Regions from separate parts of the Mus musculus genome. Here region 2 is linked to region 1. The links are chromatin contacts, called in public promoter capture Hi-C maps. All regions are on one chromosome and are shown on one strand. Each heading gives the region's core, a stretch centred on a gene start, on an enhancer-like site or on the middle of the called end of the contact. The rest is flanking DNA. Distances are from core to core; before and after follow the strand shown. Region 1 holds the start of Ube3b (ubiquitin protein ligase E3B). Region 2 holds the start of Rab35 (RAB35, member RAS oncogene family).

The links. Promoter capture Hi-C pulls out the DNA fragments that hold promoters and counts their contacts.
Region 2: a contact with region 1 is called in a promoter capture Hi-C map of pre-B cells, with 8 times the contacts expected there. The contact joins the promoter of Rab35 here to the promoter of Ube3b in region 1. A contact is called at or near these places in 2 of 39 promoter capture datasets (liver and pre-B cells), 3 of 115 datasets of contacts at active chromatin or transcription factors (extraembryonic endoderm stem cells, microglia and thymic regulatory T cells) and 1 of 9 other capture datasets (liver).

Annotation. Positions count from the first base shown.
Region 1 is chr5:114,379,172-114,381,910 of GRCm38.p6, reverse strand. Ube3b (ubiquitin protein ligase E3B) reads right to left here and starts at 1,291. Exons shown (of 28, transcript NM_054093.3): 1 at 936-1,291. It overlaps Kctd10 (potassium channel tetramerisation domain containing 10), which reads left to right and starts at 1,406. Exons shown (of 7, transcript NM_026145.4): 1 at 1,406-1,485. The coding sequence starts at 1,483.
Region 2 is chr5:115,630,676-115,633,412 of GRCm38.p6, reverse strand. Rab35 (RAB35, member RAS oncogene family) reads right to left here and starts at 1,426. Exons shown (of 6, transcript NM_198163.1): 1 at 1,215-1,426. The coding sequence starts at 1,266. It overlaps 1110006O24Rik (RIKEN cDNA 1110006O24 gene), which reads left to right and starts at 1,597. Exons shown (of 1, transcript NR_027810.1): 1 at 1,597-2,364.

The DNA.
Region 1 (2,739 bases), core at 42-2,541:
AAGCACAACATGTCGCACAGGAGTCCAGACTGTGAAGTAAAAATAAACACAAGTTGCTGAGCGACTTTCTTTTATGGTAGAAGTCGCTAGTTTCCCAGGCCTAAGGGCCACCATCTAAGTGTAGACCATGTAACAGACATTGTAGATCTATTTAACTAGGCCTCCCTTTGGAAGCCTATCCTGTGAGGCTACAACACCCCAATTTTAAAAGCCTAAGATAAGACAACAGCTCTTAAAGAAACCATTAATAAGCCAAACTATTGCTCTTAGACAGCTACAGCCTATCCAGATGGGGAAACGAAATGCAGAGGGCACATAACTCGCCAGTGTCCTCACCCACCGTCCCTGACTTTGAATTCCCAAAGGAATTACTTATCGGCAAGTCAAAAAGGCAAGGTTCAGGAATCACACACACAGAAAGGCACCACAAAGAGAAGTTGAGAATGCCAGGCACCCTGTGAGGCTAGCTAGGCTTAAGTCAAAATACGATCCAGTTTTTCCAGCTTTTGATCAAGAGCCGTCAGGAACCACACTAAAACGTATTCTAAAATAATCTCCGTAAAACAATCTAATTACTCTATTTACAGAGGAGGAAACTGAGGGTCAGAGATGGGACTAGATTCACCCAAGGTCACACAGCGAGCGACAGCACTGGGCTCGAATTCCACTTGGGGTGATCCGGAGGCCCGACGCCTCTCACAGGCACCGACATCAACAACCACAAGAACAAGTCCGTCTCGCCCACAATCAGTTGGCTGGCAAGGCCAGTCGCCTCGGCACGGAAATCAATGGAAGGGGGACAAGGAGATCCCCGAAGCCCGCAAGCCAGTCCCTCCTCCGACTTCACTCAAACCAAGACTCGGCCCCCCAGATAGCCTCCCTCCGTCCCTGGCCCCGCCGCCCAGAGAAGCGCCCATCCTGTCCCCACTCGCTACCCGCAGTCCGGAGATCTTTATCCGTTCGAGGCCCCGCACTCGGGGTCCGGGCCGCAGCGACCGCCGCCTTAGCCCGATCCCCCCGAGGTCCGCCAGCCCCGGGGCAGCGGCCGAAGCCCGGCCGCCATCTTGCCCCGGGTGTTGTGCTCCGAACACCTCTTGGGAAGCAAGCAATTATTCAGTTCCGGGAAACAACAGTTCCGCACTGCTTCTTTGCCCATGGAGGAGGTGAGGACTCCTTTCCTCTTGTCATCTTCTTTAGCAGACGGAAAGGAGAAACAAACATCCAGAAGTGGGACTAAACGCCTGACTCGGCCAAGGGGAGGCGGGAACGGTTGATAAAAAGAGTTCCCCCCATCTAGGGCTTACGGGGGTGGGGGGTGGGGGGGAACGCTTTAAGAAGAGTCCCTCTGCGGGGCGGAAGTGGGGTGTGGACGGACGCCGGAAGTGCCCGCCCCGGCCCCGCCTCCGCCCCCTGCATTGAGCGAGCTGGGTGTTTCCTGCCTCTCAGTCCGGATTTGGAGACTCCGGCGTCCTCCGACTTTTCATGGTGAGGGCGGTGGCCGCCGTCGGGGAGCTTCGGGGCGGGCGAGGGTGGCGACGAGGCTGAGCGGGAGCGGTGGGGCGCTGAGTAGCGCGTGCGGGCGAGGTCCGGAGCGGGGGAAGGGCTTCAAATGAAAGGAGCCGTGGTCGGGGTGGTGGTGGTGGGGATCTGCGAAGGGGCGGCTGGTCCTGCGGGCGGTGGTGGCGCTGGGCGGCGAGCCTGGAGTGCTGATGGGCGATGGGACGTGGGAGATCGTCGGGACAAAGAGACGGCGGCGGAGGCATCGAGACCGACGCTCGGGGTGGGGAACGAACGAGGGTTCGAGGGCGTGTGGAGAGGGGCGAGCGTGTACCCTTGGAATCGAGCAAAGTCTGGCCTCTGGGAGGCTGTGCCTTGAGTAAGGTGGGGTTCCAGGCAAGAGAGGGAGGGGGCGTCTCTGAACCCACAAGTCTGGAGCGAGATGACTGGTAACAGTAATTCTAAGGAGACATGTCTGAGGTCGGGGTACCCTGACCACAGAGTCTGGCCTCAAGTGGCACCTGGATACCTACCTAATCACTTCCCTTGAGGCCCTAGGTGACCACACCTCGGGAGTCCCAGGATGTCAGCTGTTGCTGTCTGCGTTATGGGATGGTTTCGGTTTACTTGAGATTCTCTAGGGTCTGTCCCTTGAATGGTTCTTTGTCCTTGGGTGGGGATGGGGGGCGGGTGGACTATTAACCCAGGTCTTCTTTGTCTGCCACTCACTCACAAGATCAGTCCCAAACTGAAGACAGATGACTCGGCCTGTGTCTGGCTTTGGTCAAGCTCTATTTGGTATAAAACAAGAGACACACACATTGGTAGAAGGCGGCCAGCAGCACCGGTAGACCACCAACTGGTCCCCTGGGGCTAACCTGGGAACTAGTTAACAACAGGATAGTCTGGGCTCACCGATGTATTTTTACAGTCTCTGTGTGTCACTAAGGATTTGGGCTGTGAAATGGAGGGCGTTTGAAACCAGATTCTAATACCTAGCTTCCCTAGTAAGCAGGATTGACAACATCCTCATTGAGACTGTTTGGAGAAGTTCTCAAAAGCAGGAGAACTGGGGGGGGGGGGGTGACTATCCTAGAAAAAAGTGTGGGGCTTTAGTTTTTGGCCTCCTTTAACTTCGTTTGCTTCACGCAGTAGCCCTGTAGCAGAGACCTCAGGTTAGTTTAGCCTCCTTGCATAATACCCCTTAAGCAACCCGCCCGGAAGAGCTCCCTTCAGATCTCC
Region 2 (2,737 bases), core at 177-2,676, 1.3 Mb before region 1:
TCCTGAGTCTCAGGGGGGACACGGAGCTCTAGTTCCTTGACAATACACAGGCTCTACCACCAACTTGGCTGTCTCAAGTCACATGACCCTCTCTATCCCACACTCCAGTCTGATCTATAAACTTAGCTGCTCGCCAGCCTCCTTCCTAAAACATCACATATTCCTGGCACCTCAGCTAAGCTCCCCTAAACATCCTGGGCCTGCCTCCCTGAACTCACCATCACCCCACAGGACCTGGTCACCTGCCATACTCCAAACACCTCTAAAATGCTTCATCCTTGGCCAGAAACCAGTGTGACTCTCATTCACTGACCAAATGCATTTAAGCACTGGGTACCAGAAGCTGATCTATGAATCAGAGATGGCGCGGTACTGAAAGGTGTGTGGTGTGTGTGTGTTTGTGTACACAAAGCACTTAAAATATTGAATGAAGCACCCGGGTAAGAGAACAGCAAACACTGTCCACCTACTGTGTGCCAAACACTAGTCCCCTCATTAAGTGTGTGCTCACATCAGCCTTGGCAGGCAAATCTACCACTCCCATTCCACAGATGAGAACTGAACCTTGCTGAGACTTAGTAACAATTCTAAAGGAATGCGCTCATGGCTGTACCTGCCGCACCTCATCCAAGCGCACGGCAACCCGGAGACGGGTCCTGGAAATACCCCCATTTCACGGAGCGCTGAGTCTTCACAGGGCGACTCATGCTGCTAACACTGTGAGTTACTTAGAGGTTACTTTATGCCGGGTCAGGCGCTTTTCCCTACTTTCAGCTCACCGAATCATCCCACCGCTCAGCTTAACAAGTCCCCACTTCTCAGATGCAGGAACTGAGGCTCAAGGGAGGCGAGACAACTCGCCCAAGGTCACAGAGCGGCAAAAGCTTGCCTCCCCGGGACTCGAACCCGGCTCTCTCCAACTCCAGCGATCGCGCGACTTGACCAAGGTCACACGTGAGGCAGGAACGAGCGCCGGGGCCGTGCGTGCATCCCGCGCCCTCGGTGCCCCCCGCCCCGCCGAGGAGCCACCCCGGAGTCCCCTCGCTGCGGCCCCCCCGGGGCCTGCGACCCCGCCGAGCTCCGCGCCTCCCGCCCCGCGCGGGCCGCGCCTCCTCGCTCGCTCGCCCGCCCGCCCCGCTCGCCCGCCCGCCCCGAGGCCCCCGCGGGCCGCGCCCGGCAGGGCCCACACCGCCTCCGGCCCCTGCGGCCCTCACCGCTGTCGCCGATGATGAGCAGCTTGAAGAGGTGGTCGTAGTCCCGGGCCATGGCGGGCGGGGGCGGCGGGCGGGCGGGCGCGCGCGCGCGGGCGGGCAGGCGAGCTGGGCGGGCGGGGTCGGTCCTGGCCTCGCGATCCGCAGCTCCCTCCCGGCTGCTCCGGCAGCGGCGGATCCACTTCCCGAACAAACAGCCGGAACTGACAGAAACACCTCCCTCCGCTCCCCCACCTCCGCCTCCTCCTCCTCCTCCTCAGCAGCCGCCGCCGGTGCCGCCGCCTCCCTCCTTCCCGCCCCGCCCCGCCACTGCGCAGGCGCGGGGGCTGGAACCGCCTCTGCGCAGCCGCAGCCCCGGCCAGCCGCGCCCTCTCCGCGCACGCGCAGTGCGCTACGCTCGCCGGCCGAGGTCCGAGTGAGCTAGCGAGCGAGCGAGCGAGCGAGCGCCGTCGCTGCGGATCCCCGGGAGAACCGAACCGTTTAGCAGGGCCCGACGGAAGAGAGGTGACAACCGGCCGCAGGGCTGAAGCCTGGAGGTCAGCGCTGGGGAGGAAGTCGTCCCCCGAGCACCACGATCCCGGACGCCCGACCCCCTGGCGGAACGGGTAGCGGTTCCGGATTGGGATCCGTGGGGCGTATGCACCCTGCTCGCCAGCGCTTCTGCTCCTTCTGCCTCAGTTTTCCGGACGCAGCGCGGAGCCAGCCCCACGTTTTTTTCCAGTTGGAGCGGAAGCCCACCTGCCCGTCCCCGAGAGCTGTCGCTGCCATCGCCATCCTCCCTGCAGGTCTGCAGGGATTGCCCCATCCCTGTGGTTTTTTACTTTTTCCAGACAAGTTCTCAAGTATCCCAGGGTGGCTTCCTGACTCTCTCGAGTAGCCGAGGATAACCATATACTTCTGATCCCACCTGTACCTCCTGAGTCCTGTTTTAATGTGGTGCTGAGACTCGAACCCATGGCTTCGCAGATGCTAGGCAGACGCTTTTCGAGCTGAGCTCCACCCCCAGCCTCTTTGTCCCTGCTTCTTCTTGCCCTCCAGTGCTTTCCAGCCAAGCACCTGTTGGGGATACTGCCCACTCCTAATCTTTCCCCGTAAGAAGCAGTGCTAGTGTTTAAAACAAAACAACAACAAAATACAGACGCTTACTGAATTCAAAGTTGACATTAGTTTTCCTTTAAAGTTTCTTGGACAGCATGAAACACTTACTAGTCTAATGGATACATGTTTTCCCATACATTTCAGAGTATCTAAGCACCCATGTGCCTCTCGCAGTTCACCGGTATGCCGCCATCAATCATTTAACTGCCTCGTCACCACGTGGTACCCCCATCTGATGGTTGTACTATTCCTTAACAATTCCGCTGCTGGTAGATTTATGCAGTTCATAATTTTCTTGTTATTCAAGGTACTGCAGGTCCTTGAACAGCACACACAGTGTCTGATCTAGGCCTTGCTTGAACTCTTTATTTCCCTGAAGCAAGCCTGGTGATGTCAGATGAACACGAGCCTAGAATCATAAGATACTG